Linked DNA regions of Gossypium raimondii: region 1 is linked to region 2. Evidence: chromatin contacts called from public Hi-C data. All regions are on one chromosome and are shown on one strand. Each heading gives the region's core, a stretch centred on a gene start, on an enhancer-like site or on the middle of the called end of the contact. The rest is flanking DNA. Distances are from core to core; before and after follow the strand shown. Region 1 holds the start of LOC105763350 (CDPK-related kinase 5). Region 2 holds the start of LOC105763348 (peptidyl-prolyl cis-trans isomerase CYP40).

The links. A called contact is a pair of places that touch in the nucleus more often than the background predicts.
Region 1: a contact with region 2 is called in a Hi-C map of leaf, with 1.8 times the contacts expected there. The contact joins the promoter of LOC105763350 here to the promoter of LOC105763348 in region 2. A contact is called at or near these places in 2 of 2 Hi-C or Micro-C datasets (both in leaf).

What each region holds. Positions count from the first base shown.
Region 1 is chr12:13,544,024-13,549,448 of ASM2569854v1, reverse strand. It overlaps LOC105763350 (CDPK-related kinase 5), which reads right to left and starts at 3,306. Exons shown (of 11, transcript XR_001124173.2): 1 at 2,531-3,306; 2 at 2,060-2,190; 3 at 1,911-1,952; 4 at 1,688-1,796; 5 at 1,298-1,376; 6 at 912-1,208; 7 at 726-838; 8 at 304-411; 9 at 159-221; 10 at 1-62.
Region 2 is chr12:13,383,605-13,388,368 of ASM2569854v1, reverse strand. It overlaps LOC105763348 (peptidyl-prolyl cis-trans isomerase CYP40), which reads right to left and starts at 3,038. Exons shown (of 9, transcript XM_052625634.1): 1 at 2,645-3,038; 2 at 1,371-1,871; 3 at 1,034-1,121; 4 at 896-948; 5 at 561-665; 6 at 20-95. The coding sequence starts at 2,815. It overlaps LOC105763347 (peroxidase 10), which reads right to left. Exons shown (of 4, transcript XM_012581548.2): 4 at 4,233-4,764. The coding sequence ends at 4,537.

The DNA of each region.
Region 1 (5,425 bases), core at 2,057-4,556, 160 kb before region 2:
ACAGTTAATGCAGCTGCACAGAACTCATCAAAGTCCATCCGTCTGTATTGAAGTGCATTTAGCTACCACAAAAGGAAACCGTACACAATTAGAGATTCATACCACCTCTTAAATTTATATGCATTTCCAAACAAAACAGAAAAAGATGAAGCACCTACCGATGCAAGAAACTCAGGGATGCGAGCATCCTTCATAGCATCTGTTGCATTTTTCATCAGAGCCTGACCAGAGCGATAGCATTAGATACTATTCACAAGAAAACTGCCAAAAATTTTCAAGATTATGAACAGGGAAGGAACCAACCGCTTTGATATTTTCTAAGCTTATAGTGCCATTTTTATTTGGTTCCAATAATGCAAACTGCTCCTTCAAGTAAAACAGCTCATCCACAGTCAAAGTTTTAGACAGGGCCTGCAAAAATTACCAATAGAAGGGTATAAGAGCTAGAAATCCCATGCAGGATGAGGAAAAAGTTCACATTATCAACCTGAGCCAGGCTTGGATAAGGATTTTTGTCCTCGGCCTGACCCAACCCGAATTTAAATTAAATACTTTTAAATAGTTTTAATTAAATTTAATTATATAAATATTAATATAAAATTATATTTTTAATATTTTATTATTTTTAAACGGTAATATAAGCTTTTGGGTGGGCAGGCCTGAGTTTTTTTTTTTAATTGAGCCCCGGCCCAGCCCATGGGCACCTCTAATCACCATATACGCACCCTTAAAGCAGCCTTCCGAAAAGATGAAGAGCGCAGATAAGCCTTCACGAGTTTGAATATCAGTATATCCAAGGGCACTTTCACATCGTTATACTTTTTTATCCAGGGATGACCTGTGGCAAGCAATTGTGAGTAAAATTACAAGAATGTAAAAATAATGAATATGACAGAAGATGAGTCACGCACTCAAAGCTTGGGCTGCAGTCAATCTTTTCCTTGGGTCCTTATTCAGTAAACGCTTCACAAAATCCCTAGCCTCAGAAGATAGAGATGGCCAAGGTGCTTCATCAAAACTTGGATCAGCTTTTAGAACAGCTCGAAAAATCCCAGACTCTGTTCGAGCCCAAAATGGACGACTACCACACAAAAGAATATAAGCAATCACACCTATGCTCCAGACATCTGCTTCTGTACTGTAAGACCTATGTAGAACTTCTGGTGCTACATAGTATGCACTACCAACAATGTCATTAAGCCTTTCATCTGAAATTGAAAAGGAAAAAGAAAACATGAAGAAATTAATCAAATAACTAAAGCACTATGGCTTAAGCAATACGAATTTGAGTACAAACCCGGTTTCACAAAATCAGACAAGCCAAAGTCTATAGCCTTCAATTGTGAATTTTCATCCTTTGATGTAAACAAGAAATTCTGGTCACAGAAAATAGCTAAATTTAGTATAATATCAGGTAGGCAATGGGCAAATTTTTATTATATACCTATTAAAACCTCTGCTGCTAAGAAGATGAAAATGAAATATGCTAGAATGAAGCACAACCAAGAAAACAAGCAGTAGTGCCTAGGCTTCGGTGACTGCTTAACCAGAATACTTAGCGCAAGGTTATCCTCAAGGAAAAGCCTTACATAAACCTTAGAAATCTTATATGGGACCACAAAACCAGTGTAATACCACCCAGAAAAAAAAATATCAGAAACCTTATTAGAACTGGAAAGATATTCACCTCAGGTTTAAGATCCCGGTGCACAACACCCTGGAGATGGCAAAAAGCAACAACGTTAAGTATCTGAATCATCACAGCTTTTGCATCATCCTCAGTGTATTTTCCGCCCCTGCATGATTAGAAGAATACACTTGATAGGTAATCAAATCCAAACTAAGTACATTCAGCCTCAAACTCTTATTTTGGAATCAGAATCAGAAGTAGCTATTATTAGAAGAAATACCTAGAAAGAATTCTGTCCAAGAGCTCCCCTCCTTCACATAATCTGAAAGATACATAGTAACTAATTAGAACCCATCACAAATCATCAAACCAAATGATCCTGAACACACTGAACCCAAAACCGAGTTCATGTTTTCGTATGGTACTTACTCCATCACTATGTAGACATTATCATGGTCCTCGTAGGCATCATAGAATTGTACTAAATTGCTATGTCCAGATAGAGCTCTTAATATTTTTACCTCCCTTCTAACATCCTCAATGGCAATTGCAGTAGTCATCTATAAACAAAAACACAAAAATCAACAAGCATAACATATCAATTCAAGGCACAAAAATAGCTATTATACAGAAATAAAATTGTAGAACATAACTCCGTGAGTATACATTTTAATTCCGAGTTATGATTACTCTGTTAAAAAAAAAATCAGCAAATTCAATATTTAAATTCATTTTCTTATTTCCAGTAAGTATAAAAATCTAACTGAGGGTCTTCTAGTCGGATCTCGTTTTTTTCACTGTCAAAGAATTTTAATTCAAATCCATAAGCGCAAAAAGGCAAAAGTTCTAAGATTAAAATAAATAAAGTAGATAAAAACAAAATGAAAATTAAAATGAAACCTTCGCTTTAGGTATAACTTTAACGGCAACTTGTTGTCCTTTAAGCTCTCCTTTCTTAAACTTCGCCGTACAAGTATAACCGAAATGGCCTCTTCCTACTTCGTCTCCGAGCTCATATTTGCTCCCGAAGTGCTTCGAGAAGCCGAAGCTCTTATCCAGTCCGGTACCGGTAGCTCCCGCTGCCTCTGCGTCGCTTCCTTCCGGGATCGCGGCCTCATTCGGCTTCACAGACCCGTGCCTCCGCGCAAGCACTGCCCTAATATGCTTCGCCGGAGACGGCGGAGGGAATGGCCTCCTGAAAAACCGTTTTGGAGTGGAATTGGTTGAAGATCTCGCAGGAGACTTTTTGGAAAACAAGTAGTGAGCTGGACTGGGACTATAAAACGGGAAAAACGGCGATTTCTTGCCTTCATTGTTGGGATTGGAGCTTTCTTTTTCTTCTTCTCCTTGTTTACCTTGATCTTCCTTGGAGTTTACTCCATCAGGTAAAGGAGAAGCCGAAACAGAGTTAGGCTTGCGGTAGATATCGTTATTCCGGGTATTGATAGAGGCATTTGTAGAATCAGAAGGGTTTGGGGAGGGTTTGGAGGTGCAAAGACCCATTGAAGTGTACGCCTATCTCTCTCTTTTCCCCGGAGAGTAGGATTTTGAATCTCTCCTTAAAGCCTTAAACCATTTCAACAAACTATAAAATTGAAATGAAAACTAATAATAAAAAGAAAACTCAAAGCTTTTGTTGTCTATGCTGTTTGAAAGCGTTAATTGGTGAGATAAGGAAACGACGGGGACTTCACTTTTTCGTTTATCAAAAAATTAATATTATAATTAAATTTTATGCATTTGAAACAGTAATTTTGACTTACCTCTACCGGATTCAGTATTTTGTTATTCATTCATAATAAATATGGAAACATAATTATTTTATTAATTTAAGGATGAATTTAGTATTAATTATAAAACTAAAATTTTAATATAATTTCATACAAATGTCTTTTCATTAATTTTTAACTAAATATTATTGTTTTGTAAGAAAATTTAAAATTAAATTTAGAACCTCGGCCAAATCCTTTCAAAGTAATTTAGCAAAATCATTTTAATCTTGTTGTGGTTAGTATGTTATGTTATGTGGTAATTGAAAAAGATGGGTTAGCTTTTTCGTGGGGCCAGTCCAGTGAATCATGATTTGGACTGATTTTCCACGTGGCGCAAACTTAGGTGGGTGGCTAATGAATTTAGTTTTTGACATGCAGTAATTTGGTGGCGAAATTTCGTGTTCCTCTATTTTTCGTGTTGAGTGTTTACTTACTTGCTTCAGGTTGGGATGTCGATTCTCCCTTCTTCTCTTTTTCTTTAGGGTGGGTTTGGATGGATGATTGGATGCGGTACAGTTTGTTTAGTTTATTTTTTGTCTCATGCTACAGTATCGCTATAGTATCTAATCTTACCGTTACCGTTGTTTTTACACTAACCGCAGGTAAACGCACTGCCCATCCAAACTCACCCTTAGTCTACCAAGAGTCGTTATACTATAATATTTTATTTTAATTTAATTCCTTCCATTAAAAATTCCTTCAAATTAATTTTTATATATTTAAATAATTTATTTTAAATTATTAATAATTTAGACAAAGATATCATATTCAATAGATTTATACCCATAAAAAACCTAACCATCCCAAAAAAATACACATGGTTGGATCATGAATAAATCAATTGGGTATGATTTATTTTGTCTAAGAGAGTAAATTTTAAAACTATACATGAACTTTTATCAAATGTGCAATGTCATATATGAAATTTGATTTTATATAATTTTATACATGAAATTTTGATTTGATTTAGTTTTCACAAATCGTCAACACAATTATCAATATAGCACCATTTTACATTACAAATACAAATAATTATCTTTATCAAATATAAAAATAAATCGATATATTTATTTCTTTAAAAGTTTACAATTGAATCAAAATTAAAGTTTTGTGTAACTATAATCAAAGTTTCATGTGTATGATTGCATCAAATCAAAATTCATGTATCAAATTGCTCATTTAAACAAAGTTTATGTATAGTTTTAATATTTATCCCTTTGTCCAAATTATCACTAACTTAACAACAAATTGTGATGGTGTCATGATTTGAATAAATTTTTAATCTACAAGGACAAATCCAGAGCAAATTTTAGTAGAAGGACTAAAATGAACTTTACATAGTAATATAGGGACTCATAATACCATTTTTTTCAGTTCCTAGAACTCAAAACTACTTCGTTTTCATGGACAAGGCTCTCATTCCATCCGGGAAAAAAAGTGTATTCAATTTAATGATGATAAAATGTTAAAGATATTGTCCTGAATAAAGAATTGTCCAAATTTTTGTTTTAAGAGAGTTAGACGATTTCATAATAATAAAATATGTAATGGTTGACATTTGAAATTTTGCACACCAAACAAATATATAATAAACATGATTAACTTAATACACATATATTATTCATGCCCAGGATCTTGAGTTTGTGATATACGTTTAATAATTTATTTGCATGATTAGTATAAATATATAAAATTATCAGATTTAATGAAAAGATATATATCTTGGCTTTGATTTGCCTCTGGGTTGCCAAATAATTGCTGAGGAAACTTCTTCTTTTTTCTTTTCTTTTGTATTGATGAATTTTCTAATATTTGTTTCCTTAAGATATAAGCTAATATTAGTAATCCACATTTCAACAACAAGGATTCATTTTCTCATGCTGTCATCAAAGTGAAATAATAATTTTAATACTTTAATCTTTTTAAAATTTTAATATTGATGAAATATATATTTAGTTAAATAATATGATCTTTAGTAAATATCTAATTGGTTAAAAGTTGAAATCTTATTATAAAATTTTAT
Region 2 (4,764 bases), core at 1,789-4,288:
GAGACAAGATTGTACTGACCATCATTGGGTTCCAAGTCCAATGCCTTTTTAAAGCTCTCAACTGCAGAATCGAGGTCATTAAGTGCCATATTTGCCTGAGATCAGTTAAAAACAAAAGCAATTAAGTAAAAAGAATCCCCAGTAAAAGTGCAGTTAACCATGTAATAGTTTGAACAATGTGCATTCACTGAAAATAGAGGGCATGTGGTTTACATCATTATAAACATGCATGGGTCCTCCCACAAACCAGTTACCAAAATAAGAAACCATGAAATAGTTATGCTTGAAAAGCTCCAAAACTAGTCATCCAAGAAAATCATGGCTACGAACTAAATTACAAACACTACCAAGTAAATTACAAACACGCATGGGTCCGTCCTCCCTCAAACCAATTAGCAAAATAAGAAACTATGAAATAGTTATGCTTGAAAAGCTCCAACACTAGTCATCCAAGAAAATCATGGCTACGAGCTAAATTACAAACACTACTAAGTAAAAGAAGCAGTGTCAAGGAATCAATAAACTTGGCTTTGGATATCATACAAATAGTAAGCACTAACCTGGCCTTGACGAAAGAAAGCTTTCACATTATCTTCTCCATCACGAATCGCGAAGTCTGCATTCAACAATGCTCCTTTTAGATCGCCTAGTTTCAACTTGCAGGCCTAAACAGACAACAGTTATATGAAAAGAAACAAACATCAATAACCTAAAAAGGAATATAATGTGATAACATATGCTAACATAGAGGAACTCCCTATCATAACATGCTTTCAAACCATTACAGAGCATATTAAATGAATGAGAACCTAAAAAGCAAGAAAGAAGATTGGAAAGTTGTTGCATGCTAGATGCCTCAACATATGATCAATTTTCAAGGACATTAAAATCTTACAGAACTGTTTGTAAACATCTGAGACTTGGTCTTCCGCAAATACGAGCTCTTTGCTGTGCGATGACAAATTAGAAAGGAAGGAAAATGGTCAGCGAAAAAACTAGAGGATTCATGGCAATAATATCACGATGGACACACCTTGATCAATTCCCTCCAAGTCCCAGCAGACATCCAAGTAACGTAAAGCCTTCCAATATTTTCTAAGAGCAACCTTATAGTCTTGTTTCTGTAAGAGGGGACAACTAGGAAAATTTAGCGTGTGGCATTGTAGCAGTAAATCAAATTCCAAACAAAAGAACAAAAGACATTGATAATCAAATGTATGGTAGAAAATGTGACATCATTAAGCATTCATAACTTGAAGAGAGTACCAGGCATACTCATTCATAAGAAAGAATGTACCATGCATAATCTAGGAAATGGGAAAAAAATGAGCAAATTAAACTGCAGAAAACTGTAACTATATATCAAATACCTTGTATTGCTCATTTGCAAAAGCTTTAATAGAGTCTACTGCCTTCATCCACCAAGAAATTTCATCTGGTTTTTTTTCAAGGTCAACTGGCCAATCAGGATATATATCACCATCCTTAAAAAAGTTGGATACTCCATCATCTGCCCCCTCAGGAATTTCTCCGCAATCAGCAATTATAACCTCTTGAGTGGGGTAATCACCATCCTTAGTAGCAACAAGCTCGATAGAACGAACAACACCCATTCCTTTTATAACCTTCCCAAAAACCACATGTTTTCCATCGAGATGAGATGTTCGAGTAGTTGTAATGAAGAATTGAGACCCATTGGTGTTAGGCCCCATATTAGCCATCGATAACATTCCTTTTCTTTCATGTTTTAACTCGAAATTTTCATCTTCAAATTTCAAGCCATAAATGGATTCTCCCCCAGTTCCATCACCAGCTGATATATCCCCACCTTGTATCATAAAACCTCGGATAATGCGATGAAAGCGCACACCCTATTAAATTGAAATTGCATTATTATTAAAAAAGGAAATCACTACAAAGTTTCTTACATAAGTAAAGGAAACTATTTGGAAGTGCATAGTCATCATTTTTGGCAGATTAATTTCATAATAGCAGAATTACAAGAAAACCATAACATTTTCCACATGCATCAAATTCTAACGTGAAGTACCTTGAACTGCCTGTGTGCCCATCAACATAGGACCTAAAGAGCGTAAAGGCATGTAAAACGAGAGCATATGATCATTCAACCAAAGTGAAATTACAAAAACAAGAAACCATCTAACAATACCATATTTAATGCCCTTCATTCTCTAAGTTTCAAGTTATGTCTACATGCATCAACATTAGAAGCAAACTGCATTTGAGAAAGGAAATAAAGGAGTTACATTGCTTCTTATTACAAGAATTCCCAGTTGAAAAAACAAACCTCAATTCCCAAGGAAAATTCAATCTTTTTTACTCTAGGAAATGCTCGCTTTACACCAAATAATACAAGATGTGCAAAGAAAACATGTAAGCTCTACCAATTACTCACTTACAAAGAAAACAAGTAACGAGCCACAATACATAAAAGAATCGCACACAGAAAAGGGTTTTACTTCACTCAAAGCAAAAGCCTCATTACCACACCCACTAAACTCAAACCAAAGAATTTGAACACCTTTTTGACATTCCAGGAGGAAAGAAAAAAGAATTAACACTAAAATAGAGATACTTTGATGCAGTCAAGAGTTGTAAATATAGGAAAGAGAAAAGGAAGAACCTTGTAATGCAGGGAGGCAGCAGAGTTAGGAGCAATGCCTTTCTCACCAGTGCACAAAGTCCTGAAATTCTCAGCAGTTTTAGGCACAACATCCGTGTACAACTCCACTACAATCCTTCCTTCTAGTTCTCCTCCTATACTTATGTCCAAATAACACCTTGGGTTCACCATTTTCCTTCTCTTCTTCAACTGAAAATGAAAACAACCCTAATCCCACTTGAACCCAAAAAAAGAAAACAAAAGGTCGTCGGTTCTGGCTTTGCTGGTTCGTTTTGCCGTGTTGGTTGGTTTGCTTTGGCAACAGCTGCCTGGTTTTAAGGGTGCCTTTGGAACCGTCGGATATTTGTGTAGAGTGAGTTACATGACACGGATTTTGAGGTTAAGGATGTGGGCTCAAATTTCCAGCCTCTCGAGAGATTAAACAACAATTCAATATAAAAAAAATTTTCACACTCTGTATTAAATAAAAGTGTTTTTTCCTCTTTTTTTTATTATTTATTTTTTCATAAATTGTTAACTAAAATTTAAATATTTTTTCTCTAATCTCCGACATTAACTATTAGATCAACTTAGATTTTAAATATGTTTTTCTACTCGTCGATGGATAATGATCTATCGTACCAATCGCCGAATCATCACTTGCAACTTGTTTGCAAAACTTTTTAAAAGAAAACTTAATAATCCAATGAATTAAATACAAACTTTTGAATAATCTACCGACTTAAATGAAAATTTTTAATAGTTTAATGACCAAATTGTAACTTTTTTTGTTAAGTAACCAAAACAAAAGCTTACTCAAAATTTAATGATTAATGTTGTAGTTTACCTTAAAAAAGTATAAACTCATAATAACAAATTTTGTAAAAGAAATATAATTTTATATATTTTCAACCATGAAGACATATTATTAACCATTTTGTAAAAATAAAGTAAGATTGATATATCAAATATTAACATAACTATTTTTATCATTACCCTAACTATACTTATGAAAGTGAAACATCAATTATGTACAAGTATGAAGTTTAAATGAGACTCATAAATCTCCCAAAAAATGATTAAGATATGGATAATTGAAAGTAAACTTCACACATTGTTATACCACGGCCAAAAAGTCCCAAAAGCTAACAAGAAGCTATTATTGGATAAATAAAGGGGACAAAGTTGGATGCCATTTAACACAGCTCAAACCCCTCAACTACAAAATTAGATAGAGCAGAAGGAATGAATCAATCTCAACAAACTTATTATTCTTTTTTAAACAATCCATTATTTGATTTAAGCATTAAAAATGATGAAAATATCAATTTAACGTTTTACCACGCGTATCATTTCCAGTCCTCTTAAAGCATTCCTCACTTCCCTGTGACCCAATCTAATGAGTGCAAAAACACATATGTATAAAGAGAATATAGTAAGATTATAAAATTAATTCAATTCATTCATGCGTACGTAATCTTCCTCCTCAGTTTGATATGTATATATAAAAAAAAAATTGATGCTGGATAAGTTTTTATTCATATTTCAACGTATATAATTTCAGTATTTTCAAACTCCCACTCTCTTTAGTACATTTGCTGCATTCTCATTGTTCCTTGAATTCTTTCTTTTGAATTTATAAGTTAATTAATTATATAATATAGCTTTTATGGAGCCTGTAGCCACTGAGACCTGCAATCCAAGTTGCAAATTATTTCCATTTGCTTTGAACTGAGGTGATGAGACTAGACCTTGAAAGGTCCCCATAATTACATCACGAAATGCACTCACCACATTTTTACAAACTTATATTTTTACATGCAGTGGTTCACATTTAGAAACCTACAAATATGTCATTCAAACCAAACAGAACCCTTCATTTGCTGCCTTAAAGAGAACAAGGTCTTAGGTATCTAGTTGACCACTTTGCAGTTCTTCCTTATCTCCCCATCTTGTCCCATTAGAACACCAATGTTGGCCATCTTCACCATTGATGCTCCAAAATCTTTTAAAAACAGATAAGGGTATCTGCTGTAGCTAAGCACCATTGAAGCAGTTCTATTATCTGTACTCAGAACATGGTCTGACTGCAAAAGACCAGAACTGTTGACAAGGTTTCTGTAGTAGCTGTTGTCGAATCT